Linked DNA regions of Mus musculus: region 1 is linked to region 2. Evidence: chromatin contacts called from public promoter capture Hi-C data. All regions are on one chromosome and are shown on one strand. The core of a region is the stretch at or near the end of the contact, and the rest is flanking DNA. Distances in the headings are between cores, read along the strand shown. Region 1 holds the start of Lin37 (lin-37 homolog (C. elegans)). Region 2 holds the start of Rps16 (ribosomal protein S16).

Evidence for each region. Capture Hi-C pulls out chosen DNA fragments and counts their contacts.
Region 1: a promoter capture Hi-C map of liver shows a contact between it and region 2, with 3 times the contacts expected there. The contact joins the promoter of Lin37 here to the promoter of Rps16 in region 2. A contact is called at or near these places in 4 of 39 promoter capture datasets (cranial neural crest, erythroid cells, hippocampal neurons and 1 more), 2 of 115 datasets of contacts at active chromatin or transcription factors (astrocytes and embryonic hindbrain) and 2 of 9 other capture datasets (liver and pancreatic islet).

The regions. Positions count from the first base shown.
Region 1 is chr7:30,558,367-30,562,706 of GRCm38.p6, forward strand. Lin37 (lin-37 homolog (C. elegans)) reads right to left here and starts at 1,280. Exons shown (of 9, transcript NM_029377.2): 1 at 1,076-1,280. The coding sequence starts at 1,109. Psenen (presenilin enhancer gamma secretase subunit) reads right to left here. Exons shown (of 4, transcript NM_025498.3): 3 at 3,958-4,062; 4 at 3,499-3,768. The coding sequence ends at 3,629.
Region 2 is chr7:28,349,144-28,353,012 of GRCm38.p6, forward strand. Rps16 (ribosomal protein S16) reads left to right here and starts at 1,546. Exons shown (of 5, transcript NM_013647.2): 1 at 1,546-1,708; 2 at 1,849-1,950; 3 at 3,034-3,130; 4 at 3,220-3,267; 5 at 3,351-3,555. The coding sequence starts at 1,661. The coding sequence ends at 3,496. AF357399 (snoRNA AF357399) reads left to right here and starts at 2,397; the gene lies at 2,397-2,490.

The DNA of each region.
Region 1 (4,340 bases), core at 30-2,529, 2.2 Mb after region 2:
CCCTCCCTACCTCGCCTTTTCCTCCCACCCAGCGCCTAGCCTCTGTCATCTTTTCTGATCCACCTCCTTTTATAATGCAGACAAAAGAACCTTCCTAAAAGAAAGCCAAGCCTACTGGGCATAATAGCATATGTCTGCTATCCCAGCACTCTGGAGGCTGAGGTAGGAGGATCAAGAGTTTCAAGGTCAGCCTCAGCAATGAAAGATCCTCTCTCAAACAATAAGCAAAAGAAAGAAAAAATACAAAGACAGACAGACAACACAACGTGGCTTTGATCTTCTCCAGCACAGAACCCTCAAGGAGTCTTCAATCCTGACTCCAGAAAATGGGGTCTGTACTCAGTCTGGCGTTTCCAAACCCACCCTTGTCCTACCTGCATAGTTGTAGTGAGGCTCCCTCCACTATATATATTTCTCTCCTCCCACCCCCAGTTCTTCACTATATAGCCTTGGGTTGGCATGTTGTTTGCTAAGTAGGTCAAACTGGCCTTGACTTCAGAGATCCGTTTGTCTCTGTTCTCCATGCCCTGGGAATAAAGGCAGCTGCCAACACGAACAGCCCTCTCTCCACTCACTGCATCTCTGAGGATGTCCACTCAAGCTTTGTTGTTGTTGTTTGTTTGTTTTTTTGCACTTTGGGGTGTACCTTTACCAACTCACTCCTTCTTCAAAAACCTCCCTAGACTACCCACTTCCCTCAAAGGAAAAGTCGAAAGTCCCTTCCCAGAACCCACAGATCTGTCCTCCTCCCCTCCCATCTCTCTGCCTCCGTTTCCTCACGGCTGCAGTCGCCCTAGCTGCTCTGCTGCCCGCTTCCTTCCTACACCCTGCCACTCCTCCCACCTTGTCTATTTATCACCCTACACCCTAGCGTTATTGGAATGCACAGCCAGTGAGGATTGATTCAGGGACACTCCACAATTGATGACTCATGCCCACTGTCAGAAATGGGGAAAGTGAGGTAGAAAAAGAAAAGGACCCTTTTTAGAGGATCCTGTCATATGGGCTGCAGAGAGATGTCGCGTACTCCGCTTTTTCACTATTAACATATCTCTCCTGGATCCCCAGTCCTCACCTGATTTCTCCACTTTCACCTTTACCGGGAACATGATTTGGGTGCAGGTCTAATGCGCTGGATCAGAAAAACTTGGAGGAGGTGTGGTTCAAAAGCTAGGCGGAAGGCGGGCAGGGAAAGGTCAAAGGTAAGTCTGGGCACCACTGGTCCTCGGGCCTGAGCACTGTCCAGCCGCGACTGCCTTGGCGGCCACTTCCCTTCTTCCCCTTCTGTAGGCGGGACCCTTTGGCAACTGCTTTTTCCCACTAGTTGATGAAAACGTCAATTTCATTTGCTGGCCAATTGACAGCCTGTACTATTGGCTCCCAGCCTTAGGCTCCACCTTCCCGAGGCCCTGTATCCGGAAACAAACCAACGACAAGCCAGGCACCTGGGGGGCGGAGGTGGGGGTTGTGATTCAAACTTCCGAGGCTCAAGACGGAGGTAATGCGCCTGCGCCGCAAGGAGCACTATGGGAAGCAAAGACTCAGACATCCCAAGGCTTTTCGGGATTTGTAGTGTTATATTTTAGTATTGCCACTAAACCTATTTCCAGCTCCTAAGTAACTATCATAGTCACTGACATCCTTCACAGGAAGATCATTCTGGAGACGGACTGGATCCTTTCTGACAGAGAGCTCGCTAGGTGTATTTCTCAGCTAACTCTCTTTCATTTAAATACTAAAAGCGCTGGGTACTCATCCACATAGTGAGGACGCTTTAACGAGCAAAACAGGCAAAAATCCTTGCTGAGAATGTGTCTTATCGTGTAGAGGATAGACGATAGTCAATAAACAAGCCAAAAATTCTAAGTGAAATGTAATGGGAACACACAAATATGTAAAAATACTCAATAGGGAACATCAAAGTGGGGACTGAGACTTTATCATTATTTATTTATTGCCTCACTCTGGCTCAGTCTAGCCTGAAGCTCATTATGTATGTGACCCAAGCTGTCTCTGAACTCCCGGAAGGCCTCCTGCCTCAGCCTCCCCAGTGTGTGATTAACACAACAACCTGTTGGGTATATGCTTTTCTTAACTTATTGGGGGGTGGGGCACACCTGTAGCAGTCAGATCACTTACAGGATTTGAGGATCAAACGCAGGTCATGACTGGCAGCAAGTGTCCCTACCATTGAGTTATCTCACTAGACTCTTTGCTGAAATTATGTTGACACAGGGTATCACTACAAACCCCAGCTGGCCTGGAAGTCACAGAAATCCACCATGCCTCTGCTTCCCAAGTGCTGTGGTTTCAGACATAAGCCACCAAAATCATGAAATATTTATTTATTTATTTTTGAGACAGGGTTTCTCTGTGTAGCCCTGGCTGTCCTGGAACTCACTTTGTAGACCAGGCTGGCCTCGAACTCAGAAATCTGCCTGCCTCTGCCTCCCAAGTGCTGGGATAAAAGACGTGCACCACCACTGACTGGCCATGAAATTTTAAATGAGAAGATCAAGATGCCAGAGAAAGGGCTTGCTCACTTGTTGAGCGCAGTAGTTAAGGGGATTCACATGGTGTCTAACAACCATGTATAATTGCAGTTCTAGAGGATGCTGATGTCCTCTTCTGGTTCCCATGGGCACTACATAAAAGTACACACACACACACACACAAAACTAAATCAAGAATAAAGAATAGGCTGGGTGGTGGCGGCGCACGCCTTTAATCCCAGCACTCGGGAGGCAGAGGCAGGTGGATTTCTGAGTTCGAGGCCAGCCTGGTCTACAGAGTGAGTTCCAGGATGGCGAGGGCTACACAGAGAAACCCTGTCTCGAAAAACCAAAAAAAAAAAAAAAAAAACAAACAAAACAACAACAACAAGAATAAAGAATAGGAAAGTCAAGGAAGCTGTCCTAAGGAAGCTCCTGGATAAGACACCTCCCTTAGAGGGAGAAATGTGAATTCTTCCTTGGCAGAGACTACCAAAGCCTAGAACAAGAAAGTGATTTTCTTGCTTGGTTTGTCAGGCTAGGAATGTTAACAGAGTGCACTGCCAGTAAACTACTGCTCCAGTTCAGAAAGTTGTGTTTTTAAATCCACAACTACCCGGCTGGAGAGGTGGCTCAGCGGGTAAGAGCACTGACTGCTCTTCTACGGGTCCTGAGTTCAAATCCCAGCCACCACATGGTGGCTGACACCCAGATGCCCTCTTCTGGAGTCTCTGAAGAGAGCACTGGTGTCCTCATATACATAAAGTAAATAAATCTTAAATTCACAACTACTAGTGCAAGATAGGGGCCCCTCAAAGTGGGAGCGTCATTTCTTTCCGAAGTAGGAAAGTTCTTATTTCAGAAAGGTACGAACAGTAGTTAATAAATAAAAATTCATACACTGGGTAAAAGCACAAAGCCTAACATGTAACACATTCAGTAAGTGCCTTTGAGTGTTAGCAATCATTTTATCCTTCTGGCTCCGAAAGATCCCAAGAACTCAATATTTAAAGTTAGGGTCCTTTATTGGGGCAGATGGGAAATGAGAAACAGATGTCTTCAGGGTCTGAGGGAAAGCCTAGAGCAGAGAAGCCTTCATCCTGGGAGAAAGAACAGATCAGCAGCTTATGAAGTTGTTAGGGAGTGCCCAGGGGAATGGTGAAGGAGAGGTAGTCCCCAAGAGCGCCCCAGCGGGGCCGGTAGATCTGGAAGATGGTGATCCAGGTGGCGAGAATGATCACCCAGAAGAGGAAGCCCACAGCTGAGCGCCAAACATCTAGAGTGAAGAACAAGGGTGAGAGAGTTGGCCTCCAGCTGCTCTGGGGGGAGCTGGACCCACCCAGGACAGCCCGTTCATCTCTGACACAGATCTCCTAGAGTTCTGGAGCCTCCATCATCCCTTCCAAACCACCCAACCACCCACTGTCTTTTTTTTTTTTTTTTTTGCTGGTGCCCTAGAACTCACAGCCTTTGATTTGGCTCTGCTCTGTGTAGGCTGGGGCGAGGAACGCCTCTCTGAAGAACCAGAAAATGTTGACTAACCAAAGAAAAGGCAGGAACGCAAATCCACCTAGGAAAAAGAAACCCACACTTAGTCAAACGACAGTAAAGAGCTTTCCTAATCTCCACCTTAGAAAACCTATTTGGAAGGTCCTCTCCCACGTTTAACTGGAGATCCTTGCTGTTAGGGGATGTGGGGTTCGAGCTCTAATCTAAGGACTGTCTCCTCCCAGGCGTTCGCTCATTCTTTCTTCCTGCTCATTGGGACTGTGATTGAGAGACCTCAGTTTCCTCCTTCCTGAAGCCTCCCTTCTCGCGGACTAGAGTCTGCGTTCCCAGTTGTGTTCC
Region 2 (3,869 bases), core at 296-2,795:
AGAAGGAGTTACCACTGCCAAGGCATGGTCACGCCAGTGTGGACAGTGCTATGCTTTGGTTTGGGCTGGCCTGGAGCACTGACCTTTAATCCAGAGATCCACTGTGTGTCTTCCATCTTATTACATTCAAGTGTGTGTCTGTGTATGCGCGTGCACATGTGGAGCTTGGAAGACAGCCTGCAGGAGTTTGTTCTCTCCTTCTACTCTGTGAGTCCCAGGAACCAAACTCGGGCCCTCAGGCTTGGGCATTTCGCTAGCTAGTTTCTTTTCTTTCTGAAGCAGGGTCACATGTAGCCCAGGCTGGCCAGATATTCATAATGAGGAGAGGATGGCGTCGGGATTCCTCCTGACCCTTCCTCCTCCTTCCAAGTGTTAGTGTTACAGGTGCACATGACCATACCTAGTCTTTTTGTTGACAACTCTGCCTTCCAAATGTCTCCACATCCCTTAATGTCCTCCACACCCTGTGCTGCAAGAGAAACTGAGGCAATCCTGAGAAGCTGTTGCCCAGTGACTTAGAACAATTCTGGGGTGGGTACTATGGAAAAGTTAAAAGCTGGTTTTCCTCAGGTTGGTAGGCTGGAGAATTCTGTGGAGTAAACACATAGAGCGGAGGGTTTAGAGGAGCATTACGGTCACTTGGAAGTTGGAAAGATGGTGGTTAAAAGCACTAACTGCTTTTCCTAGAGAGGACCTGAGTTTGGTTACAGGTACACAAGTTGGGTGTGGCTCAGACACCCTGTAACTACATTTCCAAGGAGATTGGAGGCCTCCCTCGGGAACCTGCCCTCGAAAAAAGTATTAAATCTTAAAACAAGGCTACTTGGAGGATTCTGGATAATGATCTAAGATAACTGCCCTGAAGACAGGTCCTGAGGGTAGTTCTCTAGGGGAGGGTCAAGCTGGGAGAACAATGTCCCTGGAGCAGTTGCTGGGGAGAGGAGCCACCAAAGAGGTAGTTAATTTTGGCAGCGAAAGCAGGCGAAGGCCCGAGTCTGTGAGGAAAAAAAACGTATATAAGGCACAACCAGAAGGCAAGAGAAGTTTATTTAGGAGAGCGCTGGAAAGGGCTTTTAAGGGGTCAGGTTTCCTGGGAAGAAGAGGAAGGCAATTCTGGTGAAAGGCTGATTCGCGACGGGGGATCGTAAGGGCTAGGAAAGAGGGTTCTGGAGGCAAGATTCTGAAAAGCCAGCTTGACTTAGCATAGTGGATGCGGGAAGACTCCGATGGGATGGGGATCCTGGGAAAGGGTGGGAGGAAGAGGGTGAGAATCGGCCTGGAGAAGCGCCGAAGGAGAGCATCGAAGAGCAGGAATGTCTATAAGAACTGGCCGAAAGTCAAGACCAAGGCTGCGGAAAAGCAATGGAAAAAGGAGGCCAGCCCCATCTTCCGAGTTCTGGACGGAGTCCCCACCCTCCGGGTCCCGCACAGCTCCGCCCCTTCCCCTCCGACACCGCCCCCTCCCTTGCCTGAAGGCGTTCCCGCCGCAATTCACACGTCCCCTCTCAGGCTTCGACGTCAGCCGTAAAGCCCGCTTCTGTCGTGACGTAGCACTCAATGCGCCTGCGCAGACCCTGAAAAATCGGCTGGGTTGGCCCCGCGCTTCCCTTTTCCGGTCGCGGCGCTGCGCGGTGTGGAGCTCGTGCTTGTGCTCGGAGCTATGCCGTCCAAGGGTCCGCTGCAGTCCGTGCAGGTCTTCGGACGCAAGGTGTGCCAGGGGCGGCATAGAAAGAGGTGGGGGTGGGGAGGGGGGTGAGAAGGCCCTGGCTGGGTGACATGATGAGCTGGGGCCCGCTGAGCCAGGGTCCCGCGCTCACACGGCCCCGCCGTCTCCCTCGCCCTTCACAGAAAACAGCCACGGCTGTGGCCCACTGCAAACGGGGAAATGGGCTCATCAAGGTGAACGGACGTCCCCTGGAGATGATCGAGCCGCGCACGCTGCAGTACAAGGTGTTGGGGTCGGGCATGGGCGTCCGGGTGGCGAGACGGAAGGGAAGGCCCCGGGATGATAGGGAGTTGAGGTGGGGGAAGGAGGATGGCTTACCTCGCGGTAGACCTTAACCTGGGCTCGGGAAAGATGAAGTCGGAGCTGGTAAAATACATGAAAACGTGGCCTATTCTATAACCTCGAAGCTCTCCAGATGCGAGGGGCCCGTGGCCAGGAGAATAGCACAGTGTATCCGACCTAATTGACGATTTCTGGTCTAGAAGTATGAGTTTACAGCTCATGTGTATACTCCTAGCTCCTTGGAGGATAGCATACTACGAGTTACGAATCCAAAGCGCCGCCGTTTAGGTCAGCATGGGGCTACAACGTGGAACCTTGAAAAATACAATAGGAGTCCTCTGAAGTCTAACATTGGTAGCACTTGTATGGGTTTTTGTTGAACTAGTGGGCAAAAACTGGAAAACAAGTGCAAGAACAAATCCTCTTTTGCAACCCAGAACTCATTGTTGTATGAGTTTTGGTACATGTAAGAAGGAATATCATACCTTGCAGACAATGCATTCTAATGGTAGTGTTGATGTTAATGCCACTAGACCCCCGTGCTTAGTCTAATCCAAGTCTGTCAGGTGACTAAAAAGGACAGTCTGTCAGTTTATTTGAACGATTGGTGTGTGTACCCTGTGTTGTGAATTGGGCCAACACCAGTGATGGAGGTGGCTCTAGGCCTGCCACTCGGGGAGCTTCTGGATAGACTGGTCCTAGGTATTGGACAAATTTGATCCAAAGAGAAGATGGAATGACCACTGTGAGAACAGTGGACCTGTCTGACCTTGCTTCCTGTTTGGGGAAGTTCATAGTTGCCTGTCACTCCATGATTCCAGCTCCTCGGTGTCTCAGGCCCTCTTCTGGTCTCTATGGGCACATATACATGGGACTCTGAGGGGCACAGGGATCCTAGGATAGGCTGCCTCCTTGATTCTGGTGATGGTGGGAACCACACAAAGGGAGATGATGAATGTCCATGGAGAGTGGTTAAGTCAGGGTATGACTTAACTCCCTAACCCCATATTTTCCCATTTCTCTAGTTACTGGAGCCTGTTTTGCTTCTGGGCAAGGAGCGATTTGCTGGTGTGGATATTCGGGTCCGTGTGAAGGGTGGTGGACATGTGGCCCAAATTTATGGTAAGTCTCAGGATCTAAGCCTATGGGTGTGAGGCAGCTCCTGGAAGGACTGGGTCTTCACTAAGCTTTTTGGTCATTGTGTCTTGCAGCCATCCGACAGTCCATCTCAAAGGCCCTGGTAGCTTATTACCAAAAATGTGAGTGAGAGCTGGTCTTTCATTTCATGGCGGGTGGGCTATGTGGTAGGACCAAACTAAAGGTCTTGTCTATTAATCTCCAGATGTGGATGAAGCCTCCAAGAAGGAGATCAAAGATATCCTCATCCAATACGATCGGACCCTGCTTGTAGCTGACCCCCGTCGCTGCGAATCCAAAAAGTTTGGAGGTCCTGGTGCCCGTGCCCGATACCAGAAATCCTACCGATAAGCCCATCTCAAGGATCGGGGTTTACCTTTGTAATAAACATCCTAGGATTTTAACGTTCCTGTTTTTGTGTTGGTCTCTTTTTGTAGTATTAGTGTGGTTGGACAGTGCAAGAAACTCCCTTAGTAAGTGGCACTAAGGAGTAATGGCTGCCTTCCAGAGCATTTGAGCTCTGTTTTTGTGTGTATACGCTTGCTTGCTTATTTATTTATTTATTTTTACTTTTTTGTTTGTTTTTTTTTTTGTTTTTCGAGACAGGGTTTCTCTGTGTAGCCCTGACTGTCCTGGAACTCACTTTGTAGACCAGGCTGGCCTTGAACTCAGAAATCCATCTGCCTCTGCCTCCGGAGTGCTGGGATAAAAGGTGTACGCCACC